Linked DNA regions of Gossypium hirsutum: region 2 is linked to region 1. A link is a contact called in public Hi-C data. All regions are on one chromosome and are shown on one strand. The core of a region is the stretch at or near the end of the contact, and the rest is flanking DNA. Distances in the headings are between cores, read along the strand shown. Region 1 holds the start of LOC107937191 (DDRGK domain-containing protein 1). Region 2 holds the start of LOC107940292.

What was found. Hi-C and Micro-C count contacts between places; a contact is called where the count stands out from the background.
Region 2: a contact with region 1 is called in a Hi-C map of leaf, with 2.1 times the contacts expected there. The contact joins the promoter of LOC107940292 here to the promoter of LOC107937191 in region 1. A contact is called at or near these places in 3 of 34 Hi-C or Micro-C datasets (callus and leaf).

What each region holds. Positions count from the first base shown.
Region 1 is chrD13:62,209,422-62,215,621 of Gossypium_hirsutum_v2.1, reverse strand. It overlaps LOC107937191 (DDRGK domain-containing protein 1), which reads right to left and starts at 3,467. Exons shown (of 4, transcript XM_016870044.2): 1 at 2,365-3,467; 2 at 643-792; 3 at 1-11. The coding sequence starts at 3,408. LOC107937176 (cytochrome b-c1 complex subunit 7-2, mitochondrial) reads left to right here and starts at 4,456. Exons shown (of 4, transcript XM_016870020.2): 1 at 4,456-4,800; 2 at 4,889-5,046; 3 at 5,681-5,728. The coding sequence starts at 4,707.
Region 2 is chrD13:62,442,397-62,448,596 of Gossypium_hirsutum_v2.1, reverse strand. LOC107940292 reads left to right here and starts at 3,363. Exons shown (of 2, transcript XM_016873725.2): 1 at 3,363-4,629. The coding sequence starts at 3,544. LOC107940281 (DNA ligase 4) reads left to right here. Exons shown (of 27, transcript XM_041109504.1): 23 at 1-110; 24 at 253-414; 25 at 827-982; 26 at 1,672-1,825; 27 at 1,827-2,664. The coding sequence ends at 2,462.

The sequences.
Region 1 (6,200 bases), core at 2,218-4,717:
TTGATGGCTTCCTGAAATGTTATGAATGTGGAAAAGATAGTATACAGCTATTCACATGAAGAAGTCATCTACAATAGACTATCAAGAAAAAAGAATTATCGGTGTCCTTTTCCAGAAAATGCAACAGGTCCAAAAAGAATGCCTCCATTCGGAAATGAAGTGCTGATTTTTTCTCCATTAAGCATATAATGAATATTTCTTCCAATATGGAGTTCCACTGTGATTCTTTTGATGTGGAAAACCAACAAAAGCAGAGAGATATTAGTTCTTTGAGAACATCACGTTATACAACAAAGCAATATGTTTGACAGCTGACAAAATACAAGGTTTACCAGAATTGATAAAGTTGTGTTGATTTCACAGGTTAACTCTCCAATTTCTTTAAGAAAATTTGTGTGCTAAAATTTTTTTACCATGACATCCTTAATTCCTTACGGTGATTTACTGACTTAGAAACTAAGGACATAAACTAGTCCAATTTCAACTATAGGATTAACTTAAAGCAGCATGTCCTCCAGAAAGAATTTGATTAAAAAACTTACTATATCAGTAAATAAGAAATATTTCTAGTTCTCCATGTCAATCATATAGAAGAAATACATCCTGTTAACAACGAGTCAAGGTCAAAGAAATAGAATATACCTCCCACTCCTCTTGATTTTCAATTCCTTCATATGACATGAGGAAAGGCTTCACCTTCTCAAGTGCATCTCTAAGAGACATAGGTGGTTTCTCATCAATATCTGGGTTAGTCCCAAACTCTTCCATCAGATATTCAGGTTCGAACTCTATCTGAAACCCAAATAAGTACATAAAAGCTTTGAATCAAGATTCACACAAAAACATCAATGTTTGACAATACAGTCCATGCATATTCTTGTTGCAATGTTCAATTAAGGAAATGGTTGAATTAGTTTGATCTTGTTTCAATTGTTCTTCTTTTAAATGTGCATTATCAATTGTATCTACAACACATAAACCTATTTGTTAGCAATGCTTCGCATTACACAAAATTCTAGTCCAAGGAAAACTTATAGCAACCAAGTATATACCTTCTAAACAATCCTAATGAACCGAGCAAACTGGTAATCATTTAATTACATACCAAAAACGCCTTTATAAACAGTAATTACTAAGAAAAAGAATCAGATGACTTACCAGCCCAAACTGTTATGTAGCACGCAAGTAAACACAAATTTCAATTTTCTTGATTAATCAAAGTAATTGACAATGAGCTCATAATAGCCATCTAATACAAGAATTTTCAAGAACAAACCAAAAATACACTCCTTGAACAACTTCAGGAATATCAAAATATTTGCTGTACATTATCGTCAGAACAAGTGAATCATTGAAAATCAACAAGAATATATTAAATTATTCTGAACAAATTACAGAATGCAAGGGCAGCAATGTGAATATAATTTCACAACAACCAATTAGAGCCTAACATAGCTATAGAGTATTACCAGCCTCGTAGATTATAAAATAAATAAATTACTGAGGCATATCTTTCAGATTAAAACTTATTACTGTAGTTGTCACCCCTAAAGCCCATCTACTATCTTATTCTAGATAAGCCTCAAACAACATAATGACGATTAACAGAAGTTAGAACTCTGTCCCAACCCAGGTTTTTCATTTATACGTTTTCTATCCTAAAACAATTAAAATTCATGGGACAGAATTCGAATCCTTAACATCATACATACAAATTAATCCTCGTTTTTCAATCAAGTTAACTGAATACTTTACATCATTTATCATACTCTCTGTTGCAAACTAAAGTTACCTTCGTATTTAAAATAAAAGCACAAACACAAGTAAATGAACTTCCAAATTAACATTGAGACCTTATACAAGGTATTAGACATGGTGATAACTGTGAACATAGGACTAACTCTAATTCTAATCTAGCAATCGCCAGCTTTGACTAAGAATGCCATTAAAGCAGACTATGAAGCAAGAAAAGCACTCCCATCCCTAGTCCCCACCCCCATATTAAATTGTTAATCCCATCCCTTCCCATAACAACGAGTAAGGGAAAGATTTGCCCACACTAGCCAACCCCCTCCTTTACCATACAGGAAATCAGACTCTCCACCCTTAATATTATTCTGCTACACAGTAACTCTATTTTCAGATAGGAATTCTCTGCAATTTATCTAAAATAAAATATACTTAAAACATTCCCTGAGTCCAATTCTACACAAATTACAAGAAAATTTAGTCTATAATATATATATCACCAGGCCAATTCTCTTTCAGCTGATAGCATACATAGCAAAAAGAAAACATTTTAATATCTAATCCTAATGAATGATAATAATCATGGAACAAAATTTTAAGAGGTGAACAACTCACCATAAAGTTGGTATGCAAAGCTTCCAAGTAGGCATCATCCATAGGAGAAGGCAAAACTCTACTGCTCATCTCTTCAAACCCTTCAACCAACTTATTCATACTGTCAGCTCCAATAGTTTCGGCCAACCTCTCCCCATCCGCATTGTTCCCTAAGTAAAGTTCATCTCTAAGCTCTTTAACAGCTTCCTCCTCTTCCCTTGTGTCTTCTCCCTCCCTTCTTCCTCTTCCCCTACCCATTTGCGCACCTCTACCTCTACCCCTACCTCTTCCTCTACCTCCACTCCTACCCATATCCTCCCTTTCATCACTTTCACTTTTCCTTGAAAGAATGCCCATTGCTTTCTTTACTGCTTCTTCCTTACTCAACCGGGGCGAAGGAGGCTGTTGTTGTTGTTGCTGCTGCTGCTGCTGCTGCTGCTTCTGCTTCTGCCTGATATGCCTATTTTCTTCCTTGGTCTGCAAGACAGGCTCTGGTTGTTTCACGGGCTTGCCCCGCCCAGCACCCGATAATGAGGCGACTGAGGGTGTGCTAGGTGAAAGAGTTCGCTCACTCGACTGAACCGACTCAGCAGGTAGCTTGGCAGACGAATCAGTTTCAATCTCATCCTGTTTCATAACAAAGATCGGCTGCTTTGCTTCCCTCGGAGGCGGCGGAGGCGGAGGTGTCTGCCGAAGTGACTCATTGGTGACTCGGCCTCGACCAGACCCATTTTGGGAAACAAAAGAAGAGAAAGAAGGGATAATAGGTTCAGACGAAAAGGGTATTCCTCTTCCACGGCCATGGCCTAATCCAACAGCTTGTGATTCAGCCGAGTCACGCTTCGTGTCCTCTGAATCAGGTTTTCCAAGGGCTGGAGTGAAACCACCGAACGTACCAGAAGGGGAGGCGCCCCCACGGCCGCGGCCTCTGCCACGGCCGTCACCGGAGCTGGAGGAAGCGGAGAAAGGGGAGGAGGATTGGAAGAGAAAAGAGGTGCGTTTGGTAAGAGATGTAAGGTAGTGATTGGTAGGGTTAGAGAAGGTCCTGCCAATGGTTCCTCTCATTTGGGATCGGTCGACTGAAGATTACACTTCCACTACGGCTAAAACGAAACCACGGGTTACAATAGGTTAGAGCTAAATTAAAATATAAATTTTAGCGTTAAAAATACCATCCAGGCACCTCTACTAGTAATCAAATTATATTTTGCACCTAACAAATTAGTTTATACATTAATTAGAATAGCAAATTAGTCCTTTTGATTAAAATTTTCATCTATTTGTATTGTTAAAAACGGGTGTGGCTAACAAAACAACCTGATAGTTATACATGACATGTCACATATAAATCATACTAACATATGGGGACTAGTTTTAAAGTAGAAATCAATGAAATTTTTAACAGATTAATCAATTTGCTTTTTGATTCAACATATAAAGATTAATTTACCCCTTTTTTAGTAAATGGGGGAAAATGCAATATAATTCATAATACAATAATTTTAACGTTTAGACGAAGGCTTAAATTACATTGGTCAGGTTAATTTCGGGCTGTGTGGAGTAAGATTGAACCAATTTGTTTTTAAGATTTTAAGTTTAAATCATTTTGTCGGTAAAAAGTATCATGAAGGCCCCTACATTAGGAGTCAATTTACATTTTGCCTCATCTGCTAAAAAATGGGTAAATTAGTCCCTATATATTAGATCAAAGAGCAAATTGATCATTGTGTTAAAATTTTCATCCATTTATACTATTAAAATTTATTATTATACGCCAATATGAGGTACAAGTGACTTAAATGAAAACTTTTAAATAGCTCAAAGACTATTTTGTAACTTTTTGAATTTGAGTGACCAAAATGTAAACTTACTAATAATTTAAGGGTAAACACAGTAAAAGTTACCCAACTATGAACTAAAAGTTACCCAACTATGAAAAGTTGCAGATCATCCAACTATTCAAATTTGCTATTTTTTATGACATGCAAACTAAGGTAAAAATGGAAATAGGCAAAAATCCAAAATAGTTGTGTGACCAAAAAAGACAAAAATGAATAGTTGAGTGATCATTTTGTAAATTTTCATAATTGGGTGACTGTTTTGTAACTTTTCATAGTTCGGTGACCAAAAAAGAAAACAAACATAATTAGGTGACTACTAATGTAGTTTACCCATAATTTAATGACCTTAGGTGTAATTTGCCCTAAAAAGTAATAATTGTTCAATATCTCAAGAGAGATATCGCGAGTCTTGGTGACTTGGTCGATATATAATATAGCCACATTTACTGTAACAAACCCTTAATTCCAGAAAATAAAAAACCTCAGATACTTGGCCGAGGAAGAAGGCAAAGCACAGCCAAAATGTCGTCGTTTTTGCAATCACTTTTGGATCCGAAGAAGAGCTGGTTAGCTTCTCTGCATATGAAAGCCCTTACCACACGCCTCCGCAAATACGGTACGGTTTTCCCCCAAAAAACCCTAACCTTAATCTCATCTCCTTTGTTTCTTAATTTCAGTTAAAACCTATTCGGTAATTTGTTTAGGCCTTCGTTACGACGATCTGTACGATCCTTACTATGACTTGGATATCAAGGAGGCGTTGAATCGGCTGCCCCGTGAGATTGTCGATGCTCGTAACCAACGCCTTAAGCGTGCAATGGATCTCTCCATGAAGCACGAGTATCTCCCCGAAGATCTTCAGGTTTTTCTTTTTTTTTCTTTTTTTCTTAAATCAGTGAAGATTTTTTGAGAAATCTTATTTGAGTATTTTATCTTAGAGGATTGACGGTTTTTTTTTCTGTAATTGTGAATAAAAATTAGCTTTTTAATGTCTGGAACCTTGAATAAATCCTATTATAAATCCTATTGCCTTTAAATTTATGTCATTGATACCTGTAATTTTATATATATATATAAAAAGAGAAAAATCTTGATAAGGTATGTATGCTTTTGATTTCTGCTGCCTAATTCTATAGTTAATACAATTGGATATAGAAGCCTAAATTACTGTAAATTATTAGAATGGAAGTTGCAAAGTCCAAACAAAACTCTTTTTTACATAGAAAGCACAATCCCTGACTAAGGCTATTTAACAAACTCTATGCAGAGCTAGGAACTAGTATATTATAATTCATTTTAGTACGATTAAGCTATGACTATTTTTGTTAACATTAGTTGCTATGTTTGATTATGTTTATAATGACCCATATATGCTTGCCACTTTTTTTCATTTTGTAAGAAGAAAGGGATTGAGGAAAAACAGCATTCTATAAGTTTTTTTGGCTTGAAAATGCATAATCAATTCTAATTCATTGGATTTTATCTTTCCTTTGCAGAAAATGCAGACACCATTTAGGAGCTATCTTCAAGATATGCTTGCTCTTGTAAGTTCTTGTATATTAAAAGTTCTGTTGATAACTTGACTTGGATTTTGTTTGCATTGTTTGCATTGTTTGGCTTTGGCTATTCATGAAATTTCAGTGTGCAATATATGTTTGGCTCAGTTATTCTAAGTTTGCCTAAAAAAGATAGTAAACCATATACTTGTCAAATATGTATCCTAACCATATACTTGTCAAATATGTATCCTACATGTGTACTTTAGAAAAACTGATAATTGGAGTAATTTTGACATGATACAACCTGTAATTTATATGAGGTAGTAATTAGTATGTTTTAATATTATTGTATTATTACTTGGTATGTTTTGACAAACATAATCTATAAAGTAATAGTCCTAATTTATATTTCTATGTTTTTATCTGAGTAGGGAATCACTGCTTATAACGCACTTTTAGTGGTCTTTGCCTCAGTTTTACTAGTCATACTACCGACAATCTTTATGATTATTTCTAG
Region 2 (6,200 bases), core at 2,114-4,613, 230 kb before region 1:
TCTGAAAACTCCAAGACAATTGACTATTACAGAGCGAAGTACTGTCCAAATGATAAATGGTCCCTGTTTCATGGCTGCTCTGTTTACTTCTACTCTTCAGCTGAGTCTCTGTAAGATATATTGCCAATTATGACTCTACATTTATTCTGCTTATTTGTCTTTATTGAGTGAATAACTTCAAGTAGGTGTCTTAGAGTTTGCTACACGGTTGGTTGTTGATTTTCATTCTCATAGGTTGTAGCTTTTATTTAGGAAAGCTGATTGGCAAGTCTTGCTGAATCTAGCACTGAGGAGGTTAAAGCATGAAATTTTAATGGGTGGTGGCAAAATAAGTGAGAATCTCAGCAATGCTACCCATTTGGTAGTCCTCTCAGTACCGGGATTGGATGTGGACTTTGACTCTTTTATTAAGAGGTAATAATGGTCAATATAATTTATTGTTGTGGTTAATGTCATTTGTTGTAATAATGAGCTTCTTTTGACTAGTCTAGGAATCTTGGTTACACTATATGTTCTAACTCTGTCACATAAAATATAATATTGCATCTTAAACACACGCATTTCAATGGTGCTTTTCTTGTGATCTTTTATTGGAGAATATGACAGTTCCTTTTGCTTGCTTAAGGATTTGAATGCCAAGATACGGGTCTCATATGGCATGGGACAGGATAGTTGTCAGTTTTGTTTGAAAGAACTATCAGCCAAACAAACAATTACCGTCCTACAGTTTGCAAATTCTGTAGTTTCAATTGTCTTTGCATTAAAATTTTACAGTTGTCTGTCCAAGTCTAGGGCTGGATTTTTTTTAACTTTGTTCCTTTTGTAGTTGTTCTTTTGAAGAGAAAAATCTTGTGTGGAAAAAGGGGCTTCATGTTGTCAGATCTCAGTGGTTGGAAAATTGCTTAGAGCAGGGACAGAAGTTGCGAGAAGACCAATATAGCTTGAAACCCAATGATTTTGAAGAAATAAACTTCGTAGAAAGGTTTGTGCAAAACACACTTTAAGTTCTGTTAGCATTCTATTCTTAAATATGCTACTGCCTTGTGATATGTTAACTTATTTGAATGCTGAAACTTTACCAACTTTAGACATCGCATATCAGTTCTAACTCTGACAAGACCAGAATTTCGAGATAGGGTTAATCTAGCTCCAAGCAATATGGAAATAAACACCAAACAACCTTTGCATCTATTTTTATATACAAAACCTTTCTTTGAACTAGTCTTTTGCGACTCATTAAAGCCATATGATACTGAGGCTTCACTTACAAGACTAGGATATATCTGTTTCAAGTTCCACTCTGCATTAGAAATCTGCTCTTCATTCATCTTAAATAGAGTTGTTCAAATAGATTTATTCATGCTCTTGATTTCTTCACTTGATCAAATCATTAATCTATTTATCATGATGTTTCTAGCAGTTGGTTTGTCGAAAAAGATTATGTTCTAGTAACTGTAATATTTTAATGAACTAGTCACTAAAACCAAGGCTTACATGGTATTTGCACCTTGTAAGAGAATAAACGTGTTGGAACTTTTGAACGTAATGCACATGCATTATGAACAAGAAACTGCTTTGTAAGGCATCTTTATACGAGACTTTGTGCCCTTTTTCGTCCTCTGATGTAGATGTCCTAACTAGTAATTGCTTTATGTTATCACTTTTGTGCAGCAAATTGGACCAAAATCTGGAAAAATCCAAGCCAGATTTCAACGGTGTTCAGAACAAGGGTACATGTACTTCACCTGAAAGTAAAACAAAACAGAGAGGAGGCAAAGATCACCCCGAAAAATCAATTTCATCGGTTACACCTAGTCACACCTAGTCACGGGAACAGGAAGAGAAGACCTGCTAGCAAGAACACAAAGAAAGGAAAAACAGTTGTAACCCGAGCTCAAAGAGTACCAAGACGTCGTGGAAAGATGTCTGTTAAGATTAACGAAGATGGGTCTGAGGAAAGTGGTTCTGATGACAAAACAAATGAGGAGATAAAGAAGGGTGAAGGGTATAATACTGAATGCTACAGAATGGCCGGTAGGGAAAATTTTGAGTTTCATCAAAATCAAGCAGCAGAAGAAAATGCTAGCATAAACTGGCCTAAAAAAGCTCACGATACCGTGATGTGTGAAACAAATAATGACCAACCTGGCAACAAAGCCGAGAAGTTCGACCATATGGAACTAGATGAAGGGAATTACGGCCATGAGATTTCAAACTCAGAAAAGCTAGAAGTTATGGTCGATCCGGTTCGCGCCATGTTACTAGACATGATCCCAAGCCTTGGAATAAAGCATGTCAAAACCACAAATTCTGTTGTCCAAAACGAGAAACCTCACATGGATAACGATGCAGACATTCGTGTCGTAGAGGACGAGAAACTAGATGCCGATTTTATTCCACAGCCTCAAAAGAAAAAGAAAGTGAGTTACAAGGATGTTGCCGGTGAACTACTCAAGGATTAGTAAAAACGTTGTATATATTATATTGCATGGCATTGTACATTTTTATATTATGCATTACATAAATCCTAGGAGACGATAGTAGTTGTAGGTCACCATCGCACAATACTTGGATTGAGCCATTGTATACCTTGTTTCATTTACACTCCATGAGATGATGCATTTAGCTTTGGCAAAGTATATATACAGAAAGTTATTTTCAAAATGAAGATCATAGAAAGCTGCTTTGGAAAGAAAAAAATAAGCACACGTGTATTCATTAGTCATATGGTCTAACATTAATTTTGTTCGGGTCAAGATACCATTCAAGTAAAACTTTTTTAATAAGGTCGAAATACTATTCAAGTAAAACTTTTTTAATAGTGATGGCCTTAGGATTTAAACTTACTCATTTTGAAAGAACACTTTGATGGTTTTTTTTTTTAACAATTAAGAACATTTTTTTATAATCGAAATTACATTTCTAGATTAGTTCGTCAATCATACTCGTCTAAATTAATTATAATATACATTATTATGTGAAGTCGGGTTAATTTTTTGCATAAGTTGAAACCAAAAACTAAAAAAAGTTAAACATATACGGATTTAGTTTTTATATTTTTTAAATCTTAGAAATTTTAATATTGATTTAAAGGGTAGAATTTAAATTTGTTAAGTTAAATTTTATTACTAATATTGTATTATATTTAATTTGTGGATTTAATGTTTATTTTCTAATTTGATTATTTTTAGGTTAATTATTTTTCAAGTTTTGACTCAAAACTGTAATAATATGTTTGTCAACTAAAATTTTGAAAATAATAGAGTTTAATATAATAAATTTAAATATAGAATAACCTTAAAGAATTGAATGGATATTGTTTAATTCGAAATTGAAATTTCAAAATTTTAAAATATACACTAAAAGATGTCCAAATCAGAGTAAAAGAACTAAATTCATAATTCATCATAATATAGGGACCAATAAAATAATTTTACCTATCACGATAGATTGGGTGCCCTAAGGCTGAGGCTTAAACCATTATACACGAATACGGATTTGATATATTCTCTTCTTTTGCGTCAGGCACGGCCACCGGCGGCGATGGAGTCTTTGTTAGCCAATTATGCTTCCTCCGACGACGATGAACCCCAACAAATCACTCACCCTCCTCCTCCTCCTCCTCCTAAAGTTTCCTCTCTCCCTCAACCCAAATCTTCTTCCCTTTTCACTAATCTTCCGCAGCCTAAACAATCCCTCAAATCCTTCACAAAACACCACGACGAAGACGGAAACGGCGGTGGAGGAGGTGAAGTAGCTGTTCGTGTTCCCAAACCTGCTGTTCCTCATCCCAAAAACCCATCCAATCTTTTCTCTCATCTTCCCCAACCCAAACCACAACAGCCACCCAATCCTCCTGTCGCCAAAAGAATCGTTCAATTCAAGCCTCCTATAAACCCCAATACCCACGTGGATTCCGACGATGACGACGAGGAGGAGAACGAAAGGCCAAAGCGGGGAGAATCCGAAACCCTAGCTCAAGGTCCTTCCGTGAAATCCTTTCTATCAAGCATACCTGCTCCCAGGAACTCCACTACATTAGGTGTTGCCCCTTCTTCAGGTTCAGGAAGAAGATCCATTATTGATACCCAAGTCATCCCCACGTCGACTTCATCTACTTTTGAAGACAAAAAGGAGGCAAGTATTGATAATAACCCACCTAATTATTCGAATTACGAATGGGGTTCGGATGTAAATGCTGGAACCACTGTGGGTTATAATAATTATGTAAATTATGATCAGTCTAGTGTTGATCAAAATTCAGGAAACTATGGAAACAATGATCAAAATATTGGTAGTTATGCAAATTATGCTGATTATAGTAGCTATCAATCGAGTAGTGATCCGAATATTGGGGGTGTTGATGCTGCTACTAGTTATGGGAGTTATGAGAGTTATGGGAATTACCATGTACAATATGAGAATAATTGGGGTGATGGGTCAACTACGGCTTCTATGTTGCCTGAGACCAAAGGGATAGCTGACTTTGGGGTGAAAGTTAAGGGAAAGAGAGGGAGGAATGATTTACCAGTGGAAATTGTTGAGGTGAAGCAGGATGATCTTACGAAGAATCGGCCCAGGGAAGACCAGGTCAAGATGACTGGAATAGCTTTTGGGCCTTCTTACCAGGTATTGAACTTCTGCTTGTTTGATTTAGGGTTTATTTAATGATATTTGCATTGCAATTTCTTTACTCTTTCAAACAAATTGTTATACTACCTTTCTGTTTGGTCTGTCTTGTGTCTTATCTATTTATTGCACTTGCTTGTGTTGCTTTTATGGTATGCTGTTCTTCATTTTTCTTTGAGTACACGGATTTGGGGATATGACCTCCAAGGATTCTCCACATACGTGTAAAAACTTAGAAAAGAGTAACCATATTTAACAGTCACACCTGAGTAACATAGCTTTCATATGCTTGATAAGTTACAAAATAGACGTGATCAATGAAATCATTAGATCCTGATTTAGCATGTGCTAGTTGTTAGTCTTTTCCCTGCAGCTAAAGTGGTAAAGGTTTTAGGTTCAAGTAGATTATTTCCACGAGATCGATCAGTAGTATTCCTCCGCTTAAAAGAAACAGGTTGTCTGGTTATAGATTGTTGTGATAGTAAAGTTATTTAAATTTTGGGGTCTAGCATGTAGAAGTTATAAATGCGGTGATCCAAGCACAGTAGGGATATTACTAAGTTACTAGTAAAGTTGATAGAGATATAAATGTCGAAGATATTTCTGCATTGTGAATGTTGGAGCGTCTTAAACATTGGTTAGTAATAATTTTCTAATGTGTCACCTCTTTCAGTGATGATAAATAAAGGTAACAGAGAAGTAGTAACACCATAGATGTGAATGTTTGCATTAAGTCTTTTAAAGTATTAACAAAACAGAGCATCATCTAAGACTAATGATTACTAACAAATCCTGATTAAACCTTAACAGGACCATTTAGTTTTAGATATCCACTCTGAAAATTATCACACCTCAACCTCTTTATGTGTCCCTAACACGTGTGTGCACCTGACAAAGAAAAGGAAATTTACTCCCATTGACATTAGTATAAACTGATAATGCTCACAGTGTCTCTATTTAGCTTATTACTTCCAATTTGAATAAAGAGGCTTACATTATGCTCTTCTTACTCCTCAAAACTGAGATTATGTTTACCAAGTCCTTGCTCTCTTTGTTAATTTGAAATGTTTTCGTATATGATTTTCATTGGTTGTTGAGGAAGATGACTACCAGGCTTTGTTTGGTTTACCAAATTATAAATAAAGATGGGAATAATGAAAGAAAGAGCAGTTTGAAGGATAATGGCATGCCTGGCAGAATAGATGAGGCATTGATCAAAGGCATAAAAGCAAAAGGCATAATCTGGGATCTTCAGACTGAACCTAGTTTCAGGGAAAGCAAAATTTTGATAACTATGTTATAAGTTATTTCATTTTTCTTTTAGGATATAAGTTGGTTCTACTTTTTAATTGTTGTTCTTCAAGTATCATAGATAGTTTAGTAATTGCAGCTTAGAATCCATCGGTTTAGAATGTTAAGTCCTTATGGTACAGAATATGAGTATCATAGCACCCTATCTGGTAATGCCAGCTTTTCAATTGTCTGTGATGATTCTGACCCTAGCTTTGAAGCCCCTAAATCTTGTTCTTCTTTTAATACCCTTTAATATTTGTGGTATTTACCATCTTTGC